Regions from separate parts of the Mus musculus genome. Here region 1 is linked to region 2. Evidence: chromatin contacts called from public Hi-C data. All regions are on one chromosome and are shown on one strand. The core of a region is the stretch at or near the end of the contact, and the rest is flanking DNA. Distances in the headings are between cores, read along the strand shown.

Region 1 (3,868 bases), core at 1,301-3,800, 1.1 Mb before region 2:
GATAGATAATGTTAGGATGGCCTTGGTACACTGGCTTACAGCAAAGTTTATATGCCCCTTTTTGCCTTATAAAATGTGATGACAACATTTATCCTTTTCTCAGAATAGGTACATTTCAAGATATCAATGAAATATAAAGAATTTATTCAAATACTTGGCATCCTCATCTAAAGAAAATGTTATTTTTAAGCTATAGCTGGCAGAGTCTTATCACATTAGGCAAAACATATGACTTTTGCTTTTGTTTGCATTTGTGTGTGTGTGTGTGTGTGTGTGTGTTGGGGGTTGTTGTTCATTTAGAAGGCAGAGGTCAATCTCTAATGATGTTTCTCTGAAGCTGAAGCTGTCTGCCTTCTTTTATTTGTTTGTTCCAGACACGGTCACTCCTTGGCCTAAAGCTTGACTTAGGCATCCACCTGTCTCTACTTTCCCAATGGTGGTTTCACAAGTGTGTGCCAGCACTTCTAGAAATATTTATGTGGCTTTTGGGGATCAACCTTGGGTTTTTATGCTTGTGGAACAACCACTTTATCAGAACAACTATTTCCACAGCCTCAAATTTGTATCTAAGTTTTTATTTGCAGATTAAGTAAGTTTTAAAAAGATGCATTCTAAGGATATGGATGTAGAGTTGAAAAGAAATAGACTATTATCATGGCTTTGATGTGATTATCTGACTGATTTACTGTCCCTCTTTTATCAGTATATGATGGGTTAAAAACTGTGTACAAAGTATTAACCATGAGGAAATGAGAAGTTAGAGATAAACAGCATATGTAAAATGATTTATGTCTGCACAAATGACTCTATATTGTAATCTACAGCATACAATTTTATTATAAAAAAGATATTACCAGTCTCACCCTGTTATGTTAAAGATATAACAACCAAGACTCAGCAAGCAGTACTGTTAGTGTCATGAGCTAAGTCAATTGGAAGAACTAATAGAACTCGTGTCCATTTATCTTTTATCAGTGTCAAGTTCAGATTCCAAATTGAGTCTTTCATACTTCCTCATGCTGATTAGCATTGGTACTACATAGGACAAAATGGTTTCAACCTCTAAATCTACTATAATTTCTTTTTACCTCAATGGTGTATTGTTTTCCTTATCTTAAAAATGGCAATAATAAACACTGTCTCTACCGTGAAGATATTTTAATCAGTTGATATGTGAGCTAGTTAGTCCATTTAATTCATTTAGATTTAAATTAATTTAGTTATGATAAATTACTATTTCATTTGCTTATTATGTCCTACCAGATATAAGAGGAATGCAGAATAGATGTTTGCATATGTGAGTCATTCTTGATATTGTAGAAGATTTTGTTTTACACTTCGTAATGGGCATGAAACACTGAACAATGAAGGAAGAGTATATGTAGTCCTAATGCCTGCACAGCTAACCTGAAGTAAAAGGAAAGACAACCATGACGTTTATCTTGATTATATGTAAAGGTGGTGAGACTCACCTATTTAGCAAGAGGAAGTATACGTGAATATTTCATTTGTCTAATGAGGTGACACTTCAAAAAACTCCCAAACAAACTTATGTCCAGAAATAGATGCTGATATCAAACTTGAAGTTGCATCTTCAATGACAGTTGGGTTGATAACATCTGAATTGCATCCTATGGTCTCTCTCCACAGTGGGGCTATAAGAAGACTGACAACATGGAACCCTGCATAAGTGTTCACATGGGAGAAGAGTAAATACTTCTTCCTTAAGTGGCTGGATCAAGGCATGACAAGCTAATAGGTAGAAGTATCTGCACTTCAGACTCTCCATGTAAAAAGAAGCAGGGCCTAAGAGGACAACATAATATTCAGCCACTCCAAAGAGTGTTTGATGAAGAGAGAGACAAGTGTTCAGAGAATCCAGACTAAAACCTCTCAACGGTTTCCGTGGGTTTTTGAAATCAACCAAGAGTTCAATGTCTTTAAACTGCTAAACTCTGTGACAGAATCTTTCTCTAGACGCATTGCCATTAGAATGCTTTTTGAGTGGGTGGGGCAACAGTAGCTCGCCCTAGCTTTTGATGGCTCTGTATGTTTTTGGTGTGAGAGTTGCATCAGTGAACCACAAAAAATGAAGCTTAGGAATTGTTTATAGGGCTGAGCACTAAAAAAAATTTTGTTTGGCTACATAACATATTTCCTTTCCACAGGAGGTAGTTATGACAAATTAGAAGTCTGAAAATTTTCTGATGGTGTAAAGGCACAGCTGTCACTGGGGAAGCACTGATCAGATTTCATAACCGCGTGGTCCCGTGGCGCCGCAGAGAGCTCCATATGCTCCCCCAAATGCTCCAACTAAATCCACAAAAAAAAAAAAAAATCCAGCCTAAGTTCACTTGTAAAAAATAAAACTCTTCTTAGATGGATTTATCATTTTGCATCTACAAAGAGAGAAAGTCTTGTTAACTGGTTACGTTTTTTTAAAAACTAATCTGTTTAAGAACAATTTTCTGCAGCTTGTTATGACAGCTTTGTGATAAAGAGTGAATGATGTATTTGGCAACACCCCAGAGATTACTCCATTTCTATCTATGAAGGTGGACTTTTAAATGGATATACAGTGAATAACTAAGATCTTCGGGAACAGCTATTTCTTAATGGGAACAATTGTATTAAACGCTGTTCTGTCATTCCGCAAAAATCATGTTAGCTAAATTGTTAAGCGCTGTGTACAGAAATTTCAAAGATGCCAATATGGGCCTTACCTGGTTGCAAATGAAGAATAGATTGATTCTTGAGTGGTTAGGTCCTTAGATACTCATATTCCTCATAAACAGTTTGCTTAGAAGCTTTGTGACCCCTGAAGAAAACAACAAATTCAAATAAATTGACAGCCTTATCTCTTAAAGCTAAAAGGAAGATCCAGTATGCTTTTTATTTATTGTATTTATATTTTGAAGCAAGAAAAGTTTTATGTATAAAATATCTTTTTGCATCTCATTATGTTAATCATAGCACAAAAATGTTCCCATGAAAATTTTAAATATTGAAAATTTAAGCAATGATCCAAATATTTATGAAAAAATGTTTCATGCTTAACAAAGCACCTTAATTTCTAATATTTATGACACTCATCAGTATAACTAGTTTAGATATTTTTATTAAAATACAAATAAGCATATTTCATGTTTTTGTTGAAAATACAAAACTAAAATAGTAATTCTTTAGTTTCCTCGAATATTTAATATTTTAAATAATTAAAGAGGTTTTTTAATTAATTCTGAATCATATAAAGCCTGCATTAACTACTTTGTTCCTTGTATTCTTAAATGAATAATACATATAAAAATGGTGCATTTTATTAATTACCTTTGTGTTTATAATTTTCTAAAAGAAGAAAGAAATTTAGTTTTCTAGTATGGCACAAAGATTTTGGAAATATCTGTTTTGTTGTGTATAGGAAATACCCTGTGAAGAAAATGCTTTCTTAAATCCTGTGATGAATTACAGGGCACCTTTAACTTTACATTTCACCTTGCAATACACACAAAATGTTTAATTACTGGAGGATTAATGGAGGTGGTTTATAATTAAGCTGAAGTATGAACTGATGTCATCGTCCCAGTGTGATGACATACATTTTCTGCCAAAGCACCTGTTGTTTTGGAAGGAAGCAGCTGATATCATTATCTGCGCAGCTAGATAGCCCATTTCCTGCTGCTTAAAAAATTATCCTAAGGGCTACCTAAGTTGGATTAATTCAGCGTTTATGCTTCCATACCCAGAAAAGAACAGAATAGAGAAAAACAACACCATCACAATCAAAGAACGAGAGAGTGAAAGGCATGCTGGGAGCAGAGCAGAGGGAAGGAACAGAGAACCCCACCTTCTGTGCCTGAAGAACTCTGGA
Region 2 (4,092 bases), core at 1,438-3,937:
TATGTTGTCCTACTTCATAATGAGATGAGCTTCAATAATTACAGTCACTAAAATCTTTGATTTTAAAAAATAAGCAGGATTTTAATAATATTTGTGGGTATTTGTAGATGTGCACATTCCATATGATTCTGTATTTCTTAGGAGTGTCTGCTTCTAATCCACTGACAGGATTATTTAAAACTTAAAGATTGATTATAGACAAGCAAATTGAAATGCTCTTTAATATTGAACTGGGGAGTTTTGCTATTTTATCACTGTTTACTTCTAGGAGATGAAGTGTCAAATATATATTCATAATATAATAGTTAACTCTTATTCAATATGTGCTATGGTATATACATATGTAATATATAGTTCCACATATGTAACATTGACACAGTCATATATATTACATATATTTTAAAGTTTCAAAAGTTTCTTCTAAAGTATAATTTGCACTAAGATACTAATGAGTGTTTTGGAAGTCTCCAAATATGGTACTGCGTTCATAGTCATTATTAATTGAAATATAGGGATGAAACCAGGGAAAATGTAGAGAATTAAAAGATTAGAAACACCTTGTGGTTAATGTAAAGTCCATAACACAGTCTCATATAGAGAATTTGAAGGTTCTTATTATTTTTAAAATAATCAACAGCCCCCAGTTTCTTCGTATTCCATAAAAGAAAAAGGCAATATCTTTTCTTTTAACTACTGTTCTCCTACATAGAAAAGAATGCAGTTCAATGTGTTGGTAATATGCTGTGTCAAAAGATAATTTGTCATATTAAAATTTATAGCAAATCAATTCCACTGTACATATTAGTGCAGACCTTTTAGAAAAATAATTTAATATATAAATACAAAGTGAATTTATTATTAAGACCCTTCTTATATTAAAGTAGCATTAAAATTTCAGTTACTTTGTACTAACCATAAAAATAGAAATGTCAAGACCACAAGTCCAGTTACTATCTTACTCATGCTGTGTGACATCGCACATTTGTTATTATATGATATAATATGCATGCATAAATAATATACATGCATATATAGCATGTATTTTGTGATATGTAAATATGATGTCATGCCTTTAATTGACCTTAAGCATATTTTACATGCATAGGCTGTATTTTCTTTTTATTTATGCCAAGTCCGAGATAACTTGGGAATGTACAGAAGTCTGCTGGCATGAAGGTGACGTGCAAGGGGGCGAAGTTCTTCGGAAGTGTAAAGGCACACAGCAAACAATCCACGTGTTTTGGGTTTGATGCTCACCATCACCACACTCACAGAAAGAGCCTTTGAGCGTGATGACACGTGTCCAGAACCAAGTCACTCTCAGAATCATTGAATCTGAACTCCAAATATAGCATTTTCACACAACATTGAAAGTTATTGTTTCCTATTGCATTCTGTGTAGTGGTGGAGAAGTCTGAATTGAAAATGAAGCTTGATTACAGGAATCATGAGAAGATAGGAGAGAAAATCCTAAACATTTCATTTCATTAAAGGTTTTAAATGTTCAGCTGGGTTAGCAATACTTCCGGTCATTTCTATAAAGATGTAAAACCATTTCTGAAGGAATGAAAAAGGTCAAAAAAAGATTTCCTTAAAAACAGCCATAACCACCACAACTACCGCAAGCCTTTTTGCTGTGTGCTCCTTTCCCACAAAGGTAACCAAAAAGCCCAGAGATATGTGAGCAGAATCAGACCTAACTTTCTCAAAAATGCTTGTACTGTGATCTAAAGCTGGAGCCTGAGATGCAAAACCTAACTTAAAAAGCAAAGTACATTGGTATATTTACTTTGAATACACCTTGTCTTTGAAGTTCTTTTTTATTTTCTGATCCATTTTCTTTCTATTTCAATGTTTACACCTAAGGTGTATATTTAATAGTCTTACTATTAATGCTTTTAATGATGTTAACTTCATCGTTAACTTCTTTTCGGTGTTTAATTATGAGTCCTTTTTATGGTTAGGATGTTGTTTTACTTGCAAAGCATTTTACTTCTTTGTATATTAAACCAACTGAATTTCAACTTTTTATAACTGCATAGTAGAACTACTTAATTTCCTTCTGATTTTAATACTTTAAATTTTGAGGGAGAGGTGGTACTTATATATTAAAGCCACCACTGCTTACATCCTTACTAAATACATAACCATGATTCACAGGATTCTTTTGTCCTCTGCAAGAATTCAGCTAAAGTGGCAGAGGGCAAGTTAGCCTTAACTTCTGTGCTCATCCTGTGTTCTTTAAAACTGTCCAAATTGTATTAGAATTTGCTTATAATGATGTTCTATGATTTCCTTGTCGGGATACCTGCATTTGTGGAAAACTTAATATTGATTTCATATGTCTTTTGCCATCTTTGGACAGCCTGGTTAGCAATTACAGCTCCTGGTGGCATCTCTTTTGTCTTTTCATAATTGTCATTTCTTGTCCTCTGCTTAAGATTAAAATATGAAAATTGTACCACATGTGCATCAAGAGTGCATTAACCAAGTCGTCAGCAGTGTCTGCGATACACCATCATTTAGCCGCAGTTCTTGCCCTTACCTCTTCACTTTATTTACGAAATTTGCATGCTACAATATAAACTTGAATGAAAAATGCATTTGAAGGTGAGCCTCCCCGATATCCAGTCCTCGTCAGGATCATTACCATCTTCCTGAGAAACCACTGGGGTCTTTCGTGCATTTGCTTGTCTGTGCCAAATGCAGTCTGCCCTTCAGACTGGGATCTCGCAGAGGCAGGCAGAGCTGTGCCGTTAGTTTCTCTTACTTTAAAAAGCCTCCCAGTTTCTGAGAGTTCTCGCCAGGACTCTCATCTCAGTCTGCGTTTTGTAAAACAAATACGGTTTTGTACAAGTATTTAAAAAAAAATCATGGAGCAGATCGAAGTGAATTCTTCCTGACCACAGACGGTATCTAGCAGACACAAATTTCTTCAGAGCTTTGTGAAGAGCTGTAGCAAAATTCCAAACTAAACCTGTCCCATTTCAAGAGCAAATATGCCTATGTGGGGAGAAAGGTGGGGTGGGGTGTGACCCTCCCAGACCACTTACATTAAGAAACAAACCAAACAGAAGTTCAAAAGGTATTTACATTTAAGTGGCGGGGAAAGAAATTTTCAGCTAATTTGAGGATTGTGTTGTTTCTTGTACCACCCCCAACCAGTCAATTTATATAAAAACCTACAGTTATAATATCTGCTATATTTTAAGATTTTTACTTGACTGAACAGATTTTAAAATGCTTGCGAAGGTTTGTTTCCCCTTCGTTGTATGATGAAAAGAAATACCACATTTTAAAATTAAATTGAATAAGTGCTTGACTACTCCACCCCACACACAGGAATACAGACCTACTTGCCTATCAGCACACTAAATTCAGCTAGTTCCTCCTGCAAAACATTCATTTTAAGAATCCCTATTGTTTTATTTTAGTGCATTTGTTTGGAGACTTTTAAAAACTGACTATGAACAAGGAAACAATAAATGCATAGGCAATTTAGAGCACAGGCAGGCCTCCTTATGAGACCGTGTAGCGCATTTGTGGGTGTTGTTATTGTTGTTGTTGCAATCTAGCTAATAAAGGCTTTCTCTTGCACAAGAGAATTTTGACAGGGTTGACTCCAGACAGCTCTCCAGCTGAGGTCTGGGACCTTGCTGAACCTTCAGAATTTTCCCATTTGAGCTGCATCAAAGTGAAGGAAATTCAAGGATCACTAACGTCTCAGATGGTAGCACTTGCCCTAACAACGAAGGTTCAGGAATTCTTTGGAGCAGACTGAGGTCATTTTTCTCCCCTTTTCTCCTAATGCTTTTCTCTATTAATCAGAGCTCAGAGCTCAGATTGGTGTTCAACTTCCTCCCAATCCTTGCTAAGCCTGTCATTTCTGGCTATTATTTACTTTAATGGACTTTGGCTGATCCCTTATGAAGCTTTGGATCTGAGAATAATAAGGCTGGAGAGTAACGGGCATAGACATGGGTGTGGGTTTGCCTGCAGATTAACCGTGGCAGATGGGCTTTATTGCGGTTTCCTGTGTACTGAGTGTTGATTGAGAGGGTATAATGAGAGAGGTGGTGTCTACACAATAGT

What was found. Hi-C and Micro-C count contacts between places; a contact is called where the count stands out from the background.
Region 1: a Hi-C map of cerebellum shows a contact between it and region 2, with 6 times the contacts expected there. The contact joins two enhancer-like sites. A contact is called at or near these places in 6 of 484 Hi-C or Micro-C datasets (brain, cerebellar granule neurons, cerebellum and 1 more), 1 of 115 datasets of contacts at active chromatin or transcription factors (astrocytes) and 2 of 9 other capture datasets (embryonic tail and embryonic trunk).

Annotation. Positions count from the first base shown.
Region 1 is chr9:91,797,028-91,800,895 of GRCm38.p6, reverse strand. No RefSeq gene overlaps it. Among named protein-coding and RNA genes, the nearest start is that of Gm26101, 41 kb to the left of the region's middle. Within about 2 kb of position 2,550, at least 7 of the 459 cell types and tissues checked have an H3K27ac peak or open chromatin away from gene starts, as enhancers often do. A contact at or near this core is called in cerebellar granule neurons and cerebellum, where this site is marked.
Region 2 is chr9:90,693,061-90,697,152 of GRCm38.p6, reverse strand. All of the region lies in intron 1 of Gm30905 (a long non-coding RNA gene), which reads left to right. Among named protein-coding and RNA genes, the nearest start is that of Gm30905, 9.8 kb to the left of the region's middle. Within about 2 kb of position 2,687, at least 25 of the 459 cell types and tissues checked have an H3K27ac peak or open chromatin away from gene starts, as enhancers often do. A contact at or near this core is called in cerebellar granule neurons and cerebellum, where this site is marked.